2 separate regions of the Callithrix jacchus genome follow, and region 1 is linked to region 2. Evidence: chromatin contacts called from public Hi-C data. All regions are on one chromosome and are shown on one strand. Each heading gives the region's core, a stretch centred on a gene start, on an enhancer-like site or on the middle of the called end of the contact. The rest is flanking DNA. Distances are from core to core; before and after follow the strand shown.

Evidence for each region. Hi-C and Micro-C count contacts between places; a contact is called where the count stands out from the background.
Region 1: a contact with region 2 is called in a Hi-C map of induced pluripotent stem cells, with 1.9 times the contacts expected there. The contact joins the enhancer-like site here to the promoter of POLR2H in region 2. A contact is called at or near these places in 2 of 3 Hi-C or Micro-C datasets (induced pluripotent stem cells and skeletal muscle).

Annotation. Positions count from the first base shown.
Region 1 is chr15:13,396,037-13,400,723 of calJac240_pri, forward strand. No RefSeq gene overlaps it. Among named protein-coding and RNA genes, the nearest start is that of CHRD, 40 kb to the left of the region's middle. Within about 2 kb of position 1,350, at least 2 of the 16 cell types and tissues checked have an H3K27ac peak or open chromatin away from gene starts, as enhancers often do.
Region 2 is chr15:13,338,136-13,342,729 of calJac240_pri, forward strand. POLR2H (RNA polymerase II, I and III subunit H) reads left to right here and starts at 2,179. Exons shown (of 5, transcript XM_035275288.3): 1 at 2,179-2,452. It overlaps CLCN2 (chloride voltage-gated channel 2), which reads right to left and starts at 2,002. Exons shown (of 23, transcript XM_078350383.1): 1 at 1,811-2,002. The coding sequence starts at 1,876.

The sequences.
Region 1 (4,687 bases), core at 100-2,599, 57 kb after region 2:
TGCACTCCAGCCTGGGTAACAAGAGCGAAACTCCGTCTCAAAAAAAAAAAAAACCCCACAGAAATTAAGAGTATTTTAATACAAGCCCTTGTCACAAACATTCTTAACATTTTGCCATGTTTCTTTCCAGAACTTTTTTTCCCCCAAGATGGAATCTTGCTCTTTCTTGCCTGGGCTGGAGTGCAGTGGCATGATCTCGGCTCACTAAGGCCTCCACCTCCTGGGTTCAAGCGATTCTCCTGTCTCAGCCTCCCGAGTAGCTGGGATTACAGGTGCACGCCACCACACTGGCAAATTTTGTCTTTTTAGTAGAGGTGGGGTTTCATCATGTTGGCCAGACTGGTCTCGAACTTCTGACCTCAGGTGATCCGCCCACCTCGGCCTCCCAAAGTTCTGGGATTACAGGTGTGAGCCACTGTGCTAGGTCTCTTTCTAGAACTTTCTCTAAGAATACATATGCAAGTGTATATGCATAACAGAGAGAATCCAGTCCCTCCTTCTGATGGAGAGGCTGAGGGTCAAAATAAACAAACCCAGAAGCTGGGGGTGGGGTGGGAGTGGGGCCTTCTGGCATCACTGAGGGGGGCCTTTAGCAGGTGGTGGCCCAGCGAGAGGCCCAGCCATCTGGGGGACATGGTGTGGGGTATGAAGACTCCCTTTGTGTTTAGAGCATGTAGAAGACCAGCCTGCAGGTCCCTGAGAGAGGATATAGGAGAGATGGAGGTGAGTGGCTTGGCTTCAACAAGGGGGAGGGGCTGGACTTTGTCCTGACCCCACACCTGTGGGTCAGCCTTGGAACCTTATTTGACCCTTCGAAGAACCCACAGGAATCGATGGAGCCAAGCACCCAGGCTGTGCCTTTCCCTTTCAGGCCTGTTCTGACAAAGATGGGCTCCTGGTGGCCGGTGCTTCACTTAACAGTGCATTGCATATTGTAAATATTTTTCTGTCTCACTGTTTGTTCTCCATCAGGATGTTTGGTGGCCATTCTGCTGTGGATGAACCCTGGCTTCTTGCCCACCCCCTTATGTTGGAAATGCCCACCAGACTGGACCTCTCTGGAGACCAAACCCAGCCCATCTCGGGAGCTGGCCAGTGCCACAGCCTCCCCCTCTCATGGGGACCATGAGTCAGTTGCTCCGTCTTGCGCCTCTCAGCACCTTCCTGTGTGGCGCCAGGCCACCTGTGGAAGCCCCGGCGTGTCTTGCTGCCGTAGCTCGCAGAAGTGATGGAGAAAAGGAGGCCCACACAGACTGAGAAGACACCAAGACAAGGGCATGGCTGCGATCCTGGCACAGGATCCCCGTTCTTCTGCAGCCAGAGTCTTGGCTGAACGGAGCGCTTTCCTCCCAGTGTTTGGCTTGGATGCTAGACCAGGTGAGTCAGCCGTCCTGGCGCACTCTTTCGAGCTGAAAGAGCCAGATGGAGTTGTTGCCAGAAGCATAGAATTATCCATCTTGTCTTCCCAGCCCCCTCTCCGAAACTAGGTCCTGGAATGTGTCCTGTGGGGAGGTGGGCAATGACAAGCTGTAGGCGCTGACATAGATCAGCTCTAAGTAGCACGGAGCCTCTCATGGTCACCCAAGGCCTGGGGCCCCAGATGAGAAACACACTTCTCTATATGTTCTCAGATCCTTGGGCTTGGGCAGGCACCTCCCAGAAGATGCCAGATAGACCTGGTTGGAATCCCAGCTTCATCACTGGCCGGTTGGGAGGCCTTGGCCTTACCTCTCTGGGTCCTCAGAGATGGACTTTTCTCATCTTAAAAATGGAAAATGTTGTCTGAGCTCATGAAGGCAGAAAAGGTCAATGCATATAAATGGCGTGGGGCCTTAAAACTAAGATTTCCATCAGACGGCAATACGCACCACAGGGGTGAAGACCTGAAGGGAGAGCTCCAGTCACTTTATGGAAGATTTCCTATAGAAGTGCCAGAAAATCGAATCCGAGATTTTGAAACCCCTTTTCCACGTTGAGACTCTAAGAATGCAGACAGAGAGGTGACGGGGTGTGTTGTATGGAGGATATCCCCCCTGAAGAAGGCTGTGCTGCAGGTTCCATCTTGGGGACAGGTGAGCTCCTGCTCCCTTATCTCACCCTCGGTAAGGATGAGTGTCTGTGGGGCAGCTTCTCTAAGAGTCTAACATAAGACCCCTGCAAGGGGGCTGGGGTGGCCTGGGGTCCAGTTTCACCTGGGAAATCTGGAGGATGACAGGACAGCTCCCCAGCTGCTCTGGTGGGGCTGCTGCCACTTCACTGGAACCAGCCTGCACCCCCAGTTTTTTTCTGGGTTAGGGAGGCAGGAGCGTTTCTTCTGAACAGAAGTAGGTCCCACGGCAGACGGAGCCTACAAGGACTCCATGTCTTGAGTCCATGCAGAGGGATTCTAATGGGAGGCAGCTGGAGCTGAATACCCAGGGGCTGAGGATGGGGTCTCGCATGACCACCTGAAGTGAGGTTGGATTTGAGACACACTCACAGATTTCAGAGGACTTTGGGAGAAAGAGGCTGAGCCAGCACTCAGCCGGCAACTTGAGTGGAGTGGGTGTAAGAGCACTCCAAGAGAAGGAGGCAGAATTGAACATCTGCCTGCCAAGACAGTCTGAAGCCAACTCTATGGAACTGGCTTGCGGAGGCCAAATAGAAAGAGAAAGAAGACCAAGCCCTCTCCACCGTCTCCAGCTGGCCAGGCCCAAGCAGGGGAAGAGTGAAGGATTTAAGGGAAAAATAAGCTCAGAGTTGGCCGGGCATGGTGGCTCACGCCTGTAATCCCAGCACTTTGGGAGGATAAGGCAGGTGGATCATGAGGTAAGGAGTTCAAGACCAGCTTGGCCAAGATGGTGAAACCCTGTCCCTACTAAAAGTACAAAAAATTAGCCAGGCGTGGTGGCGGGCACCTGTAATTCCAGTTACTCAGGAGGCAGGAGAATCGCTTGAACCCTAGAGGCAGAGGTCGCAGTGAGCTGAGATCATGCCACTGCACTCCAGCCCAGGTGACAGTGCAAGACTCCATCTCAAAAAAACAAAACACTCAACAACAACAACAACAGCGAATCAGCTCAGGGTTTTGATGAATACCTCACATAACATTCCAATTTCTGACTTGAGACTGTGTTTGCAGCTAAGAGCAACCACAGACTATTCTAAGCATGTGCAGAAAAATCTCAGGCCTGCTGAAATTGGTATCCAGGCTGGGGAAGGTGCCCCGTTCTGAATAATTATGATGCAAGGAAATAGCACACTGGTTACTTACGGCTCAGCAGCATGGCCGCTGGGACATGCACAACAGTAGGTCCTTGTCTCACTGCCCCACTCACCTGATGGGCTTGGTGCACAGTGTGCTCTTTCTCTAGCTTGTAGATTATTCCTTGAAGGATGTTTGTCTGAATATCAAGGTCAAGTTGTCTTAGCAAATGCCACTTCTTACCACTGATTACCTTGAAGTCAGACGCTGGGCGTGGTGGCTCACACCTGTAATCCCAGCATTTGGGAGGCTGAGGTGGGTGGATCACCAGAGGTCAGGAGCTCGAGACCATCCTAACCAACATGGTGAAACCGTCTCCACTAAAAATAAAAAAATTAGCCGTGGTGGTGAGTACCTGTAATCCCAGCTACTTGGGAGGCTGAGGCAGGAGGATCACTTGAACCTGGGAGGCAGAGGTTGCATGTGCCAAGATTGTGTTATTATACTCTGGCCTGGGCAACAAGAGCGAAACTGTCTCAAAAACACAGAAACAAAAACAAAAGCAGAGAAGTCAGATAACCTCCCTGATGGATTCGATCCTGAGATGAAAACATGACATTTGTTTTTGTGTGTGTTCCAGGCCGGGGCAGTGCTACCCAAAGAATGAGGCCAGGAGACGGAACCAGGCAGGCTCACTTCTGCCTCTTAGGAGTCATGTGGCCCCCATGGACAGACTTAAACTCTCTGCCCCACTGACTGGTCATCTGTAAAACAGTTGATCGTAATAACATGTGTCTCACAGGGTTAAGAGTCTGTAAGGAAGTTATCTATTAGGCTGAAACCCGGGAAATCGCCCTAACGTTCACTCATTTTTCACTCTACAGAACTAGCGTCCAATGGTTCGTCCAGATATGTCAGCAACGCTTTGTGAACTCTACACTGCTAGTGACTGTGTTGAACAAAACAAACAACAGTAACAACAAAGGTTTTCCATCCACCCTCCCACAACGAGTCTCCAGAATTCTGATTCCAGGAATGTCTCAAGGGGCCTGGTGAGCTGTAAAGTAGCCACGACCGACCGACGCTCAAGACCCGAGAATGCGCAAGACCTTTCTCGTTCCCTGATAGATGTTCCCAGTACCCAGAGAGCTCTCTGTCGCTCTTCTGGGTCTCACTGCAGAAAGCAAGCACCAAGTCCTCCCTGACCACTGCCCCAAACACAAAAAGCTCTCAGTCGTGTTCTGAAATTTCACTGCACTGTGTCTCAGTAGATACTTGCTGTATTCATCCCACATAACACTAGGTGCACCCTCTCAATTCAAGGACTTCCAGTTTTCTTTGAGTTTGAGAAATATTCATCTATTCTTTTTTTTTTTTGAGATGGAGTTTCGCTCTTGTAACCCAGGCTGGAGTGCAATGGCGCGATCTCGGCTCACTGCAACCTCTGCCTCCTGGGATCAGGCAATTCTCCTGCCTCAGCCTCCTGAGTAGCTGGGACTACAG
Region 2 (4,594 bases), core at 929-3,428:
TGCGCCCAGGAGCAGGCGAGGCCCCAATCCTTATCACGTTCCTCCTGGGCCTCTGGCCTGTGATGAACTCAGCTGCACCCCTCCCAGCCACCCTAATCCCCTTGTCCCCATTCTCAACCGCCACCCACACCGGCCTGCCAGCCCAGCTAGGAGTGGAAAGCCTCTCGCCTAGGGTGGGTGGAGAGGTCTTGGTGGCCTCAGCCCCACTCTGGAGCTGCACTGAGCCCAGCAGTGGGCTGGGGGACAGTGGAGGCTGTGGATGGCTGGGCTGCAACTATGGATGCTGGGGTGATGGGACGGGAGAGTCGCCTGAACCAGGGCTAGACCTGCCAAGCTGGGCGTGTGTTGGGGGCGGGGAGGAGTAGATTCCGGCTGCCACCCGCAGAGCTTCGGGACACAAAGGGCTCCTGTTGGGGCTGGGATGGGGGGGAGGGAGGGAAAGATAGAGAGGGTGAGAGATAAAGAGTGAGGAAAGGGCAAGCAAAGAGAAGAGAGGGAACTAGGGAGGAGAAAGGAAAAGAGAAAAGGCAAGGCGAAGAGACGGGCAAGAGAAAGAAGGGATGACAGTGGAAGAAGTCGGGAGGAGGAAGCGAAGCACAGAGAGTGTAAAAAGGCAGGCACCGTGTAGGAGGAGGGAGGCGAGTGGGAAGGATGAAGGATGGGACGGGAACGGGGGAGGCTAGAGCTTAGAGTGCCTGGGACAGGGCTGGCCCCTGAGAGCTCATTCCAGAGACAGCTGGAAGGGACGGAGGTGGAGAGGTGGCCAGTGCAACAGAGGCACCAGGTACCTGGCTTCCTTGACCACGCTCCTATCCTGGTCTGGGCAGACTGACAAGTATCTCCTACCCCATCCCAAGGGATGGTTCCTTTACTCAGACCTACTCCCACCTCTCCCGGCCATCCTGATTCATCCAGCTACTCTCTCCTAACTGGGCACCTCCCAGACTCAGTTATAGCCTCTCTTCCCCAAGATGTTCCCTCCCTGCCACCTTTCTGGGCAAATTCCAGCCCAAACTGGTAGGGGCCCCTTCCTTTCTCTAGGGTTCGGTCTTCCACCTCAGTGACATGGGGGGGGGGGTCACGTGGCTTCTCAAATGCCAAGTAACAATGGGGGCAATGAGTCAGCTCAGAGCCCAGGACCCCTGCTTCTAATGGGGTCAAGTGACACACCCTGGGGTGGGTGGGGGCTGGCTACCCCGTGTCAGAATGGACAAAGGTCCCAATTCCCACACCTATTCCTGCTTCACCCACCCTCCCTAAAGCTCCTGTCCCCCAGAGTGGCAAGCCACCTTTTTCCAGAGTCAACAGAAGGACTCCTGCCAACGCTGGGTGTGGAGCCCTCAGAGGTAGGGGCTGGGGCTGACCCTCTTACTACACACTGGATTCTATGCTTAGAACGGTGCCAGGCGCATGCCAGGGACACAGGGAATGTCTTGGGTGGCGGAGACAGTGGCGTGGAGAAAGTTCAATGGTGTGAATGGTGCCGCGGAAGGGGCAGTGGGTGCTGAGACTCAGGCCCAGGTGATGAGGGGAGAAGCAAAGAAAACGTGTGTGTTGGGGGGTGAAGGGAAGGGCACCTGAGACAAGTACCTGGTGTCCTTGTCCTCTGTAGGCCCTCAGCCTCAGCGAGAAGCCAGCATGCATCTTTCCATCCCTTCGGCCCCGCAGCCTCGGACTTCCGAGCCTCAGTTTCCCCAGCTCAAAAGGCTGGGACGGGATTCAGATAGGCCCTCGGTCCTCGCGCTGCCGAGGGTAACCTGGAGCAGCGGTCCCGGAGCGCACTCCGCGGGCTGGGCTCGGCTTCACTTACCAGGGTCTGCTCGTACTGCAGCGCCCGCGGCTCCATCCCCTCCTCCGCTGCCGCGGCCGACGCCATCTCCCTGCACTGCCCTCTCGCCTCCCTCCGGGGCTCGGGCTCTGCCCTCTACTCGGCTTCCGGCCCGCAGAGTCAGCGCCGGCGGCCGTCCCGTCCCCGCAGCCCGGGAGACCGAGAGCAGAGTGCGGCGGGCCCGGAGCGGGCGCCGCAGGCGCAGCCTCCGGCTCCTGTCCCCTCCTCGGCGGGCGGGCCGAGGGTGGTGCCCTCTGCGCTGCTCCGCCCGCCAGCCCATCCGGAGGGGCCGGCCCAGCCAGGCCGGGGTCCGCGCGGGGCCTCCCGAGAGGCGGTAGGGGGCGCTGAGCAGTCTGGAGCCCGCGCCGGCTCCCTGCGGAGGCCGGGGAAGGAGAGGGGCGCCCGGGGCCGGGCAGGGGCGGGTCCGCGGGCACGTGGAGGGGCCGGGCCGGGTTGGCGGTTCCCTGCGTCCGGGCAGGAGGGGCTGCAGATGCCCGAGCTCCGCAGGGCTCAGGGATGGGGGTGCTGAGTGATCTACATCGGACGCCTCCGGGTCAGCCGGTTAGAAGCCGCTTCCCCTCTCCCCGTCCCAAGGGACTTGCAGCTCTGACAGGCCTGTCAGGGGTGAGCAGCAAAGCTGGGAGGATTCGGGGCGGATCGGGGCCGTCTTCCTTACTCCTTCCTTTCCCGGGGCTGCCCCAGGGAGGTGCACCCGGAGCAACCCGGCCTGCGGGGTGTGCGGGGGTGGAGGTTGGGAGGGCCCCGGAAGGGGTAGGCCGGAGGAGGGGAGCTCCACGGGCCGGGAGTCCACGCCCGGAACGCGGGCGTGGAGAGCAGAGGTCGCTTCTCCCTGGCTGGGCTCAAGGAGGAACCCGAGTCGCTGCTGCTGTCCCTCCGCTTTCGGGGAACGGTCTGCTGGTGCTCGGGGTTCTCTGTCAGGGGCCAGGGAAGGATAGAAAAGAGGGCGGAGCGCGCGCAGGGTGGACGGGCAGCTGAGCGACAGTGTGAGAGGAGCGGGGGCGGCGCCCAGGACGCGGACAGGGTGCGGGAGAGCCAGTAGTACCAGAAGGAAGGGCTATTTGGGAGGCAGAGGCGGGGCTCGGGGGGCGGGGGCAGTGCCCGGGGAGGGGGGGGGGCCCTGGGAGAGAAGCCGCCACCCAGGAGGAAGGGCCAGTGCGAGGGAAGAGCTGGTATTCAAGGGAGAGGGCAGTGCTAGGCCGAAGGGGTACGGAGGGGATCCGTGTCCAGTAAACGGGAACGCAGAGTACCAAGCTGGAGGGGGAGTGCCCAGGGGGCGGGAGCCAGGCTGAAGGGGCGGTGCGCGGGAAAACCAGGGCCTGGGGGAAGAGGGCAGTGTCGTGGGGTGCCGTATGAGGGGAGGGGACCATGCAGCCTTTCCATTTCTCCAAAGCGACGTCATGGCAAATTCCCAAACTGGACGGATCCGGCTCAGGTTACATCCAGAAGGGCCCAGCCGGCCCAGGCCGGCCCCGGCGTCCTTGGTGTCTCCTGGAGGGGCTGGGCACCTCTGGGGCGGGGTTCTTCTCCACCTGCCCTCGGCGAGGACTGTGCCCTTGGCGGGCACGAGGACCGGCGGGATAGGGCTAGGGCCTGGCCGCTCTGGGCCAAGGATCAAGGTCCCTGCCTGGGTTAGGCCCCCACGCATTCCAATCTTCTGGACTCAGACTCTGAAGAGCGCGCAGTAAAGCCCCAGCGTAGCAGAAGCCGCTCTACAGCCGCGGGAGGTTGGACCTATTGTTTCCCCGCCCTGGGCGGAGCCACCTGGCCGTGAGACCCGCCCTCAATGCCGAAGCCTCTCGGAAACAGTCTTTCGGGGAGGAAGTTAGGTAGCCCCGAGAGGAAGATTGTGGCGGAAGTGGTCGCGTTACCGCCTGTTTGTGCGCATGCGCTACTCTTGTCTAGCTGCCGCCTTTCTGGAGGTGCTTTTGCTCATCTCCCTTCTCCACGCGAGGGGGTGCGCGTACTCCCAGCCGTGGTCGCGCGTTAACCCCTTCTGCTGCTCTCCTGGCCCACTTGCGATGGCGGGCATCCTGTTTGAGGATATTTTCGATGTGAAGGATATTGACCCAGAGGGCAAGAAGTTTGACCGAGGTAAGTAAGGTACGAGGTTTGGAGGAAGACGCTAACCTCGCGGACATGTCCCTGGGCCCCATGCCCACCCAGCTCTTGTGGCCTGCTCCTACCAGCAGGTCCTGATGTAGGGACCTCCCTCAGGAAACACTTTATGAATGAGAAAACGGAGACTCAGCTCTCTGGCTTCACGCATGCCGTGCTGGGTGTCTGGATGGCCTTTTGTCATAGTGCTGGCAAACTCCTGAGCATCTTTATAATCGCTGCCTACTCTGTGCTAGACACTGTCTTGTGCGGCTCATACACCCTTTGCCTTACTTATTCTTAAGAGACCTCGGCCGGGCGCGATGACTCACGCCTGTAATCCCAGGACTTTGGGAGGCTGAGGCGGGTGGATCACTTGAGGTCAGGAGTTCGAGACCTGCCTGGCCATCATGGTGAAACCCTGTCTCTACTAAAAATACAAAAATGAGCCGGGTGTGGTGGTGGCGCGCCTGTAATCCCAGCTACTCGGTAGGCTGAGGCGGGAGAATCGCTTGAACCCAGGAGGCTAAAGTTGTGGTGAGCCAAGATCGAGCCACTACACTCCAGCCTGGGCGGCAGAGCCAGACTCCATTAAAAAAAAAAAAAAAATTATATATATATACGCTAAGCAGTTAACTAGTTAACTCTCAG